2 separate regions of the Sus scrofa genome follow, and region 1 is linked to region 2. Evidence: chromatin contacts called from public promoter capture Hi-C data. All regions are on one chromosome and are shown on one strand. Each heading gives the region's core, a stretch centred on a gene start, on an enhancer-like site or on the middle of the called end of the contact. The rest is flanking DNA. Distances are from core to core; before and after follow the strand shown.

The links. Promoter capture Hi-C pulls out the DNA fragments that hold promoters and counts their contacts.
Region 1: a promoter capture Hi-C map of liver shows a contact between it and region 2, with 10 times the contacts expected there. The contact joins the promoter of ALDH16A1 here to the promoter of DHX34 in region 2. A contact is called at or near these places in 1 of 5 promoter capture datasets (liver) and 1 of 47 Hi-C or Micro-C datasets (liver).

The regions. Positions count from the first base shown.
Region 1 is chr6:54,528,095-54,532,041 of Sscrofa11.1, forward strand. ALDH16A1 (aldehyde dehydrogenase family 16 member A1) reads left to right here and starts at 1,445. Exons shown (of 18, transcript XM_021094740.1): 1 at 1,445-1,619. The coding sequence starts at 1,530. It overlaps PIH1D1 (PIH1 domain containing 1), which reads right to left and starts at 663. Exons shown (of 9, transcript NM_001244978.1): 1 at 260-663. The coding sequence starts at 349.
Region 2 is chr6:53,128,939-53,133,161 of Sscrofa11.1, forward strand. DHX34 (probable ATP-dependent RNA helicase DHX34) reads left to right here and starts at 2,255. Exons shown (of 18, transcript XM_003127246.5): 1 at 2,255-2,360.

The sequences.
Region 1 (3,947 bases), core at 195-2,694, 1.4 Mb after region 2:
AGAACCCCCTCATTCGTTTCGCAAATGTTTACTGAGCAATTTTTATGAATACTAGCCAGGCAGGGCATAAGACATACTATGGCCCCTTCCTACCTTGAGGAATCTGAAGAACAAGCCCAATTTTGCTCCCATGTCTTCCAGAGACTAGCAAACTTGAAGGTAAACAACTACAATTCCCGCACGGACGGACACACACACACACACACACACATATGTATTCCCCGAATCCCCAGGGACCCAGGAGTGCGTTCAATCGCACCTGCAGCAGCAGCTCCTCGAAAGGCGTCGTCTCCGTGCCCATCGTCTCTGCTTCGTTTAGCTCCGGCACCAGCAACGTCGAGTCGGCCATGGCCCTGGGGGAGAGACCTTGGCGTCCTCAGCAACCCCGGCGTGGGGGAACCATCGGCGGGATCTGAACTCTGAGACTAGTTCCTGGGCCCTTAACCAAATCGCGACACCCACTATTCTGTATGAAAACCTGAGAATCTGGCCCGAGACACTTTCACTCAGACCAGATACTGTCGTCAAATCTCTTAAGAGCCAGTGTCTCTAGATGCTAAGTCCTGCGTGCCAAAGGTGCAAACTACAGCCACTCTTTTGATCCCTGCGTAATCAGGAACTTGAGTAAGTCACACTACCCCAACGCTTCATCAATCCTGCAACTGTATTCCGTTACCAATCACAGACCAATCTAGTCCAAGGCTGAAGCCACGCCTCTCATCTCAACCAATCAATACAAAGTCCTGATAGTCACTAAATGCCACACTTCCTGCGGGATTCAAGCCACGCTTCCGGCTCCTTCCGGATAGCCGACTCCGGCCAGTAGCTGGGCAAATCTGTCACACTTTAAGAACATTAATTTCATGGAGTTCCCGTCGTGGCGCAGTGGTTAAGGAATCCGACTAGGAACCATGAGGTTGCGGGTTTGATCCCTGGCCTTGTTCAGTGGGTTAAGGATCCGGCGTTGCCGTGAGCTGTGGTGTAGGTTGCAGACGCGGCTTGGATCCCGCGTTGCTGTGGCTCTGGTGTAGGCCGGTGGCTACAGCTCCGATTGACCCCTAGCCTGGGAACCTCCATATGCCGCGGGCGCGGCCCAAGAAATAGCAAAAAGACAAAAAAAAAAAAAAAAAAACATTAATTTCAGTGTCCATCCTAAGACTCTCTTTTGACCTCTGAACAACCACCTCGTTCCAGAACTAGATTCTATTCTCGATAAAATGTATTTAGGACTAAAAACTGCAATTCCGGTATCCAACACAAACAGGATAGCGAGACGCTGGAGCTCTCACAACTATTTGAAGTCACTCACACTTTCGTTCCCCATTCGCCCCGCTCTGAGGACTGCGCATGATCCAAACTACACTTCCGTGCGCAGACCCATGGGCGGGGTCACCAGGTCCTGGGCGGGGTTACGCTCTATCTCCCATAGCCCCGCCCTTTGGGTAGGAGGGGGCGGTGCTACCCTTCGGACCTCGAGGTTTCCTCCGGCAGAGCGCCCTGCAGTCGGTGGAAAGCGGCGGGGGAGCGCGATGGCCGAGACGTGTACAGGATCCCGCGCCAGCGAGATCTTCACCACGCTGGAGTACGGACCCGTGCCGGAGAGCCACGCATGCGCACTGGTGAGGGCTCGCCCGGCCCGCGCTGCCCATCCCCCTCCCCAGTCTTCGGAGCCGAGTTTTGCGCGCGGACTCCCACGATCCACCGCGGCAGCTCAGTAACTCCGCCCCTCTCAGCTCCCGCGATTCCCGCCACTCCTTAGGACCCACCCCTGGAGGATGGTTTGTTGAGCTTCTTAGAGTTGCTGCCTCAGCCCGATAGTCTCTTCTCATGAGGCCCAGTGGCTGTCCCGTTACATGGTCCAGAATTCACGGTGGTGCTTCGCCGAGGGTGCTTCCGAGAATCCCCCGAGGGGGTCCTGTGATTCATCAAGGCCCCCTCATAACCTCCCGCGATTCCCTGGGGGGCTCCCGTGATCTTCCGAGGACTCAGAACCCACGTGTAGACTTACCGTTGATTCCTCAGAACATCCTATGGCTCCCGAGTTTCCCCGGAATTCCTGGAGGGGCTCCCTTGATCAACCAGAGACCTCCAAAACCTCCGCGGAGCCGCCGTGATTCCTCAGGGTCACCTCAATACTCGTGGGGTTCCTATAGTCTCGGGAGTTCTCAGAACCCCAGAATACATCAGAACTTTCTGTAATAACCTTCAGCCCCTCAGAATAACCCCATGGGGCTCCCGCGACCCCTCCGTATTCTTCAGGACTTCCATAAGACTCCCGTGATCCCTCAGGGTCCCCCAAGAACGCTCTTGGGGTTCCCTATAAAAGTAGGGTGCCTCGAATTTTCTGTAACTACCCTCAGCATTCCCCCACGGGGCCATCATGAAGGCACAGGGCCCTCTAGCGCCCGGGCGTGAGAAGCTTGGCCTTTCCTGGAGGGAAAGAAGGAGGTTGGAATAATGGTGAGACCAGAGCCTGCCGTAGGCTCTGGAGATGGAGAGGAGGGAGTGAGGCAGAGACGCAGGAGGGACAGGGTTTGCGTGTTGAGAGGGCAGGGACAAGGCCGCGGGTCTGTGGCTGAAAATGTGGCCTCGGATTTAAGTCCCAATTAAGTCCTCGGAGACAGTTTTAAGGAAGGGAACAAAGAGCTTTATTGCTTTGCCACGCAAAGGAGGACACAGCAGGCTGATGCCACAAAACCATGCCCTGCCTGGAGAGGGGATATCAAGGAGTTTTACAGGTTTAGCTCGGGAGTCAGGGTTATTGATTGAGGGGTCCTTGTTACTCGCACCCATAGATCATTTCAGTGTCATCAAGGCCGGCATCAGCGGGTCCCGTGATGGTTTCTGGTTGTCTTCGTGCTTATCATTCCTTGACCTCTGTGGACTGAAGATTGCTTACAGGGAAGGGGTGTTAGTGCTTGAATTAGAAGAGAAAACACTAGGCGCAATATAACTCTAGAAAGTAACCGTGAGTAAAAGAAAGCAGTTAGCAAGGAAGAGATCATTTGTGAAAAACCGGACACTAGGTGCAAGATAATTAGAAAGTATTAGGAGTTCCCGTCATGGCTCAGTGGTAACCCGGCCAGTATCCGTGAGGACTCAGGTTCGATCCCTGGCCTCGCTCACTGGGTTAAGGATCCAGCATTGCCATGAGCTGTGGTGTAAGTTGCAGACGCAGCTCAGGTCTGGCGTGGCTGTGGCTGTGGCCAACAGCCACAGCCCTGATTCAACCCCTAGCCTGGGAACTTCCATATGCTGTGGGTTTGGCCCTTAAAAAAAAAAAAAAAGAAAAAGAAATATATAAATAATAGAAAGTAAATATTAGTAAGAAGTTAGTGGGCCAAGGTAGGACATAACATAATGGAGACTGTTTTAACTGGTTTTATTTCCCAATCGTTAACTCTTGAGTCAGCCTTTTTTTTTTTTTTTTTTGTCTTTTTTTTTTTGCCTTTTCTAGGGCTGCACCCGTGGCTTATGGAGGTTCCCAGGCTAGGCGTCTAATCAGAGCTGTAGCTGCCAGCCTATGCCAGAGCCACAGCAATGCCAGATCCGAGCTGCGTCTGCGACCTACACCACAGCTCACGGCAACACCGGCTCCTTAACCCACAGAGCGAGGACAGGGATCGAACCTGCAACCTCATGGTTCCTAGTCAGATTCGTTAACCACTGAGCCACAACAGGAACTCCTTGAGTCAGCCTTTTGAGACTGAGGGGAGGCTAAAGGAAAGGTCTTTTGCTTCAAAACCCAAAGATTTAGGGTCTGGTACATGGTTTCCGATCTGGCTCAATCCCTGTCCTCCCACCTCACTTTCCATGATGAACCCAGAAGGAAGAGGGTATCAGAAAGGTTGGGAAAGGGCCCTGGGCTTGGTTATCACATGCTGAGAATGAGAGAGACCTGAGGACCTCAGGTCACGTGCAGGAGACAAATGCAACTGTGCTTGGCC
Region 2 (4,223 bases), core at 1,005-3,504:
TTACTTCCTCCCATTTTCCTTTTTTAAAAAGTTGTATTTCTCTTTTGTAAATTTTAACCAAGGTTAGTCAGTTTCTTCCCTTTCTTTGGATTACAACACCTGGATTGGCCTATGTTCAAAGAGTTTCTCAAAGGTTTGAAAATTACATGCAATTCACATGCGACCTCCCAATTCAATGTATGAAAAGGTAACTCAACAGTGCTGAAGACAGGACTCTGGACTCTCTCTTAGCCCTCCTCCTGCATCTTCGCCATCTCAACTGATGGCAACTCCCTATTTCCAGGCACTCCCGCCAAGATCTTTGGGGTCATCCTTGCCACCTCTCTTTCTCTCATATGCCAAACCCAATGTGTCAGCCAATCCCTGCAGGTTCTGCCTTAAAACATCCATCTTCTCTGCCATCATCCTGGCCCAGCTGCCTATTGCAGCTCTCACCTATTGCAGCAGCCTCCTCCCCGGTCCCCTTTTTCTCATCTCGAATCCCATATTCGTTCCCTACTTGGGAGCCAGAGGACTCTGTTAAAATCTAAAGTCCATGGAACTCCGCCCGTGGGTCCCAGTTCACTCAGAGTAGAAACCAAAGCTCTTGCTTTGGTGTGTATGATTTCTGCCCCTCCTTTTCCCCACCTCTTTCCCCACTACTCACCCATCCTTCATCCAGACGCACAAGCCAGCAGGCCCTTGAACCCTTGAAGGTTTTTTATGTGGGGGGGGGACAGGGTGCTGTGTGTGAGCAGCATTTGGAAGTTCCCCGGCCAGGGAATGAAGCCGAGCCACAGCAGGGACAAGGCAAAATCCTTAATCACTATACCACCAGGGAACTCCCCGAACCCCCCAAGTTTGTAGTCATTTTGGTGGGAAAGACAGATTAAAAGAAATAGGATGTCAAGCAGAACTGCATTCTTTATGGAGAGAAACAAAGCAGGAAAGGGCTAAGGAGTGATTCTATTTAAAGTAGTGTAGTCAGGAGTTCCCATAGTGGCTCAGCAGAAATGAATCCGGACTAGGAACCATGAGGTTTTGGGTTCGATCCCTGGCTTCGCTCAGTGGGTTAAGGATCCTACATTACCATGAGGTCGCAGACTTGGATCCCGCGTTGTTGTGGCTGTGGTATAGGCGGGTAGCTGCAGCTCCGACCAGACTCCTAGCCTGGGAACCTCCATATGCCACAGGTGCAACCCTAAAAAGCAAAGAACCCCCCCAAAAAAAAGTAGCATAGTCAGAGAAGACATCTCCCAGAAAGTAACATTTGAGCAGAAAGCTGAAAACTGTGGGGCTGCAAGCCATGATAGTCCCTGGGGAGAACATTCTCCGTAGAGGAACCAGTAAACGCAAAGATGACCTCAAGCTAGTGAGGGAGAATATTAACTCAGGTTGTCAGTGTAGGAGCCTGGGCTTCCATGCATTCTTTGATATGGCCTTTGATTAACATTTGTGGCCTAAGGGCTCCAGGGAGTAACATCCCACAGGCCTTGTTTACTACAAGGAGTGTACCTACGCCCAGGTGGATTTTAATCCCTAATCCCCTGTGACTCGGGTTACGGGAAGAAAAGGTCAAAGAAACAATGACATTTATGGGACATTTCCACCCCTAAGGCCCTATTGGACAGGGACTGATATAGGTAATTGAACAAGGCCACTGGGAGAAAGCGACATCTTTCCGGACCCCAGGTTGGTACCCCCCCATCTTTAAGGGATAAAAACCCCTATAGGACAACAGAGAAAGGGGGCTCTTCTCCCCCACTCCCAGCAGCCTGGGAGCTATCTGCTTTCCTTTAATAAACACTTTGCTTGCTTGCTGCGTTTGTGTTCGCGGAGTTCATTCTTCAACTGGATGAACAAGAAGCCAGATTCCTGTATTATCTTTCAGGTATCACTAGGACCTCCAAGACGGAAATCCGGATAGTCAGGTTGTATCACTTATTAGTGACTTCATAGGGTGAATTGTACATTAACAGAATTACGCACTAATAATTACGAACTATAATAAAGAAAACACTCATGGGAGTGTTTCAATAGTGTTTGGGCTCCAGCCAGCTTCCCAGCTGGGCTAAATACCCGGACCTCCGACTGGTCCGGGAGGGCAAGAGGCTCTTCAGGCGAAAGGCAAAGCAAACCACCGTGCTGCCTTTCCCCGCCCCAAGACGCTACAGCTTCCTCCCAGGCTCCGCCGGAAGGGAGGCCGGGCCTGAGAGCGCCGGACGCAGGCGCAGACGGATTACTGGAAGCTGCCCACTGGGTCCTCCCTCTGCGGCGGGGCGGGGCTGGGCTGTGAGGGTGGCGTGCGCAGGCGCAGAACCGGCTTCGGGCGCGTGCAGGGCAGTGGGCGGGAAGTTGAGCAGATCGCTGTGGTTAGTGAGGTGAGCGGTCGAGCGGCTGCGCTGGGTGTTGGTGGTGGCGCCGGGAGTTGGGCTGCGTCCCGGGACAGCTTGGGAACGATGGGAGGGGTAGAGAGAAATCCCGAGATGAGGACATGTGCCCGAGGAGGCCGAACGGCGGGGAGAAGTGGACCGAGATGGAGCCTGAGCGTTCCCTGGGGGTCGGGGAGGCTGAAAGGAGTAGTGTGAGCGGGGCTTAAGTCCTGGGAAAGGAGACGCTAAGGCTTTTTACCAGGAAGCAGCGTTTATTCGTGCAGGCACTGGCTTGGTGGATTAGTATCCAGAGGCTGAGCCCCGAACGGCGCTGCCTTACATACCCCGCTTGTTTTTCCGCTACGTCTAAGTTTCTTTGTCCCTCTTATCAGGAATACTCTTAAGTTTTAGGCGGACAACTGTAGATGCGCTTGCGCTCAGGGATATAGAAGTACGCATGCGTGTCAGATGGAGGCGGTGCAGCACGGCTTCTTCCCTTTGATCTGGGAGGGCACGGCCCCCTCCCGCTACAGTAGAGGCACGAAAAGAATCTTCGACGCATTGAGGGAGCCAAAGCCAGGAAGGTTGAGAGCTGAAAACTAGCGAGGTCCAGAGCAAGAGGCTGGTGGGTCCCAACGAGAGAGGTTCACAGGGACTGCGAGAGGAGTTCCCGTCGTGTCTCTGGTTAAGGAATACGACTAGGAGCCATGAGGTCGTGGGGTTCTATCCCTGGCCTCGCTCAGTGGGTTAAGGATCTGGCATTGCCGTGAGCTGTGGCGTAGGTCATAAACGCGGCTTGGATCTGTTGTGGCTGTGGCGTAGGCCGGGGACTACAGCTCCGATTAGACCCCTAGCCTAGGAGCCTCCATATGCCGCGGGAAGCGGCCCTAGAAAAGGCAAAAAGAAAAAAAAAAAAAAAAGACCAAAAGAAATAGAGGGGAATTTCTGTAGTGACTCAGCGGTAACGAACCCCACTAGTGCCCATGAGGATGTGGGTGCAGTCTCTGGCCTCGTTCAGTGGGTTAAGGATCTGGAGTTGCTGTGGCTGTGGTGTAGGCCAGCAGCTGCAGCTGTGACTTGACCCCTAGCCTGGGAACTTCCATATGCCGAGGGCGCGGCTCTAAAAAGACCAAAAAAAAAAAAAAAAAAGGAAATAGACCCAATAGGATGACAGGTTAATGAAGGAAATAGAGACGAATCAGGAGAGGCCACTGGGTAATAGAAAGATGGAGCCGGTGAAATAGGGAGAACCTGGCAAGAGCTGACAGAGGGATTGAAAAGAGGCAGCTGAGGGATCTGGGAAAGAAAGCAAGAGATGAGCATGGAGGAAGATAGGTGGGAAACGGGAGATACAGCCAGACGAATGAAGAGATTAATTCTGAGGATGCAGAGAGCAAGTAGAACCAAGAAGACAGTGTCAGATTGAAAAATGGAGAATTACACTGAAAATTGGAGATAGGAAAATGAAGCCTGAATCCTCAGATTGGAATTGGTCATCTGCCGCTTACCACTTAATGAAACGCTCTCTGGCTCAGATAATGTTAATAGCACCTTCTTTGGGTTGTGAGAAAGGTGTATATATAGACTGTGTGTGTGTGTGTGTGTGTGTGTGTGTGCATATGCATATAAATACATGAGTGGTTTAGAACAGTACCTGATAAATGGATAAGCCGTAAGTAAATGCTGGCTATTAAAGCTTCAGACAACTGGGAAACAAAATTTTAGGTGGAGAAATGAAGCGGGATGAGGAGATGGTTAGGATGGAGGAGGAGACAGTGATAGAGCCCAAGACGGAGAGTCAGGATAAAAAGAAAGTCACACAGAAAGCCAGGCTTCTGGTTCCGAAGAAAACCAGAAAGTCAATTGGAGAAC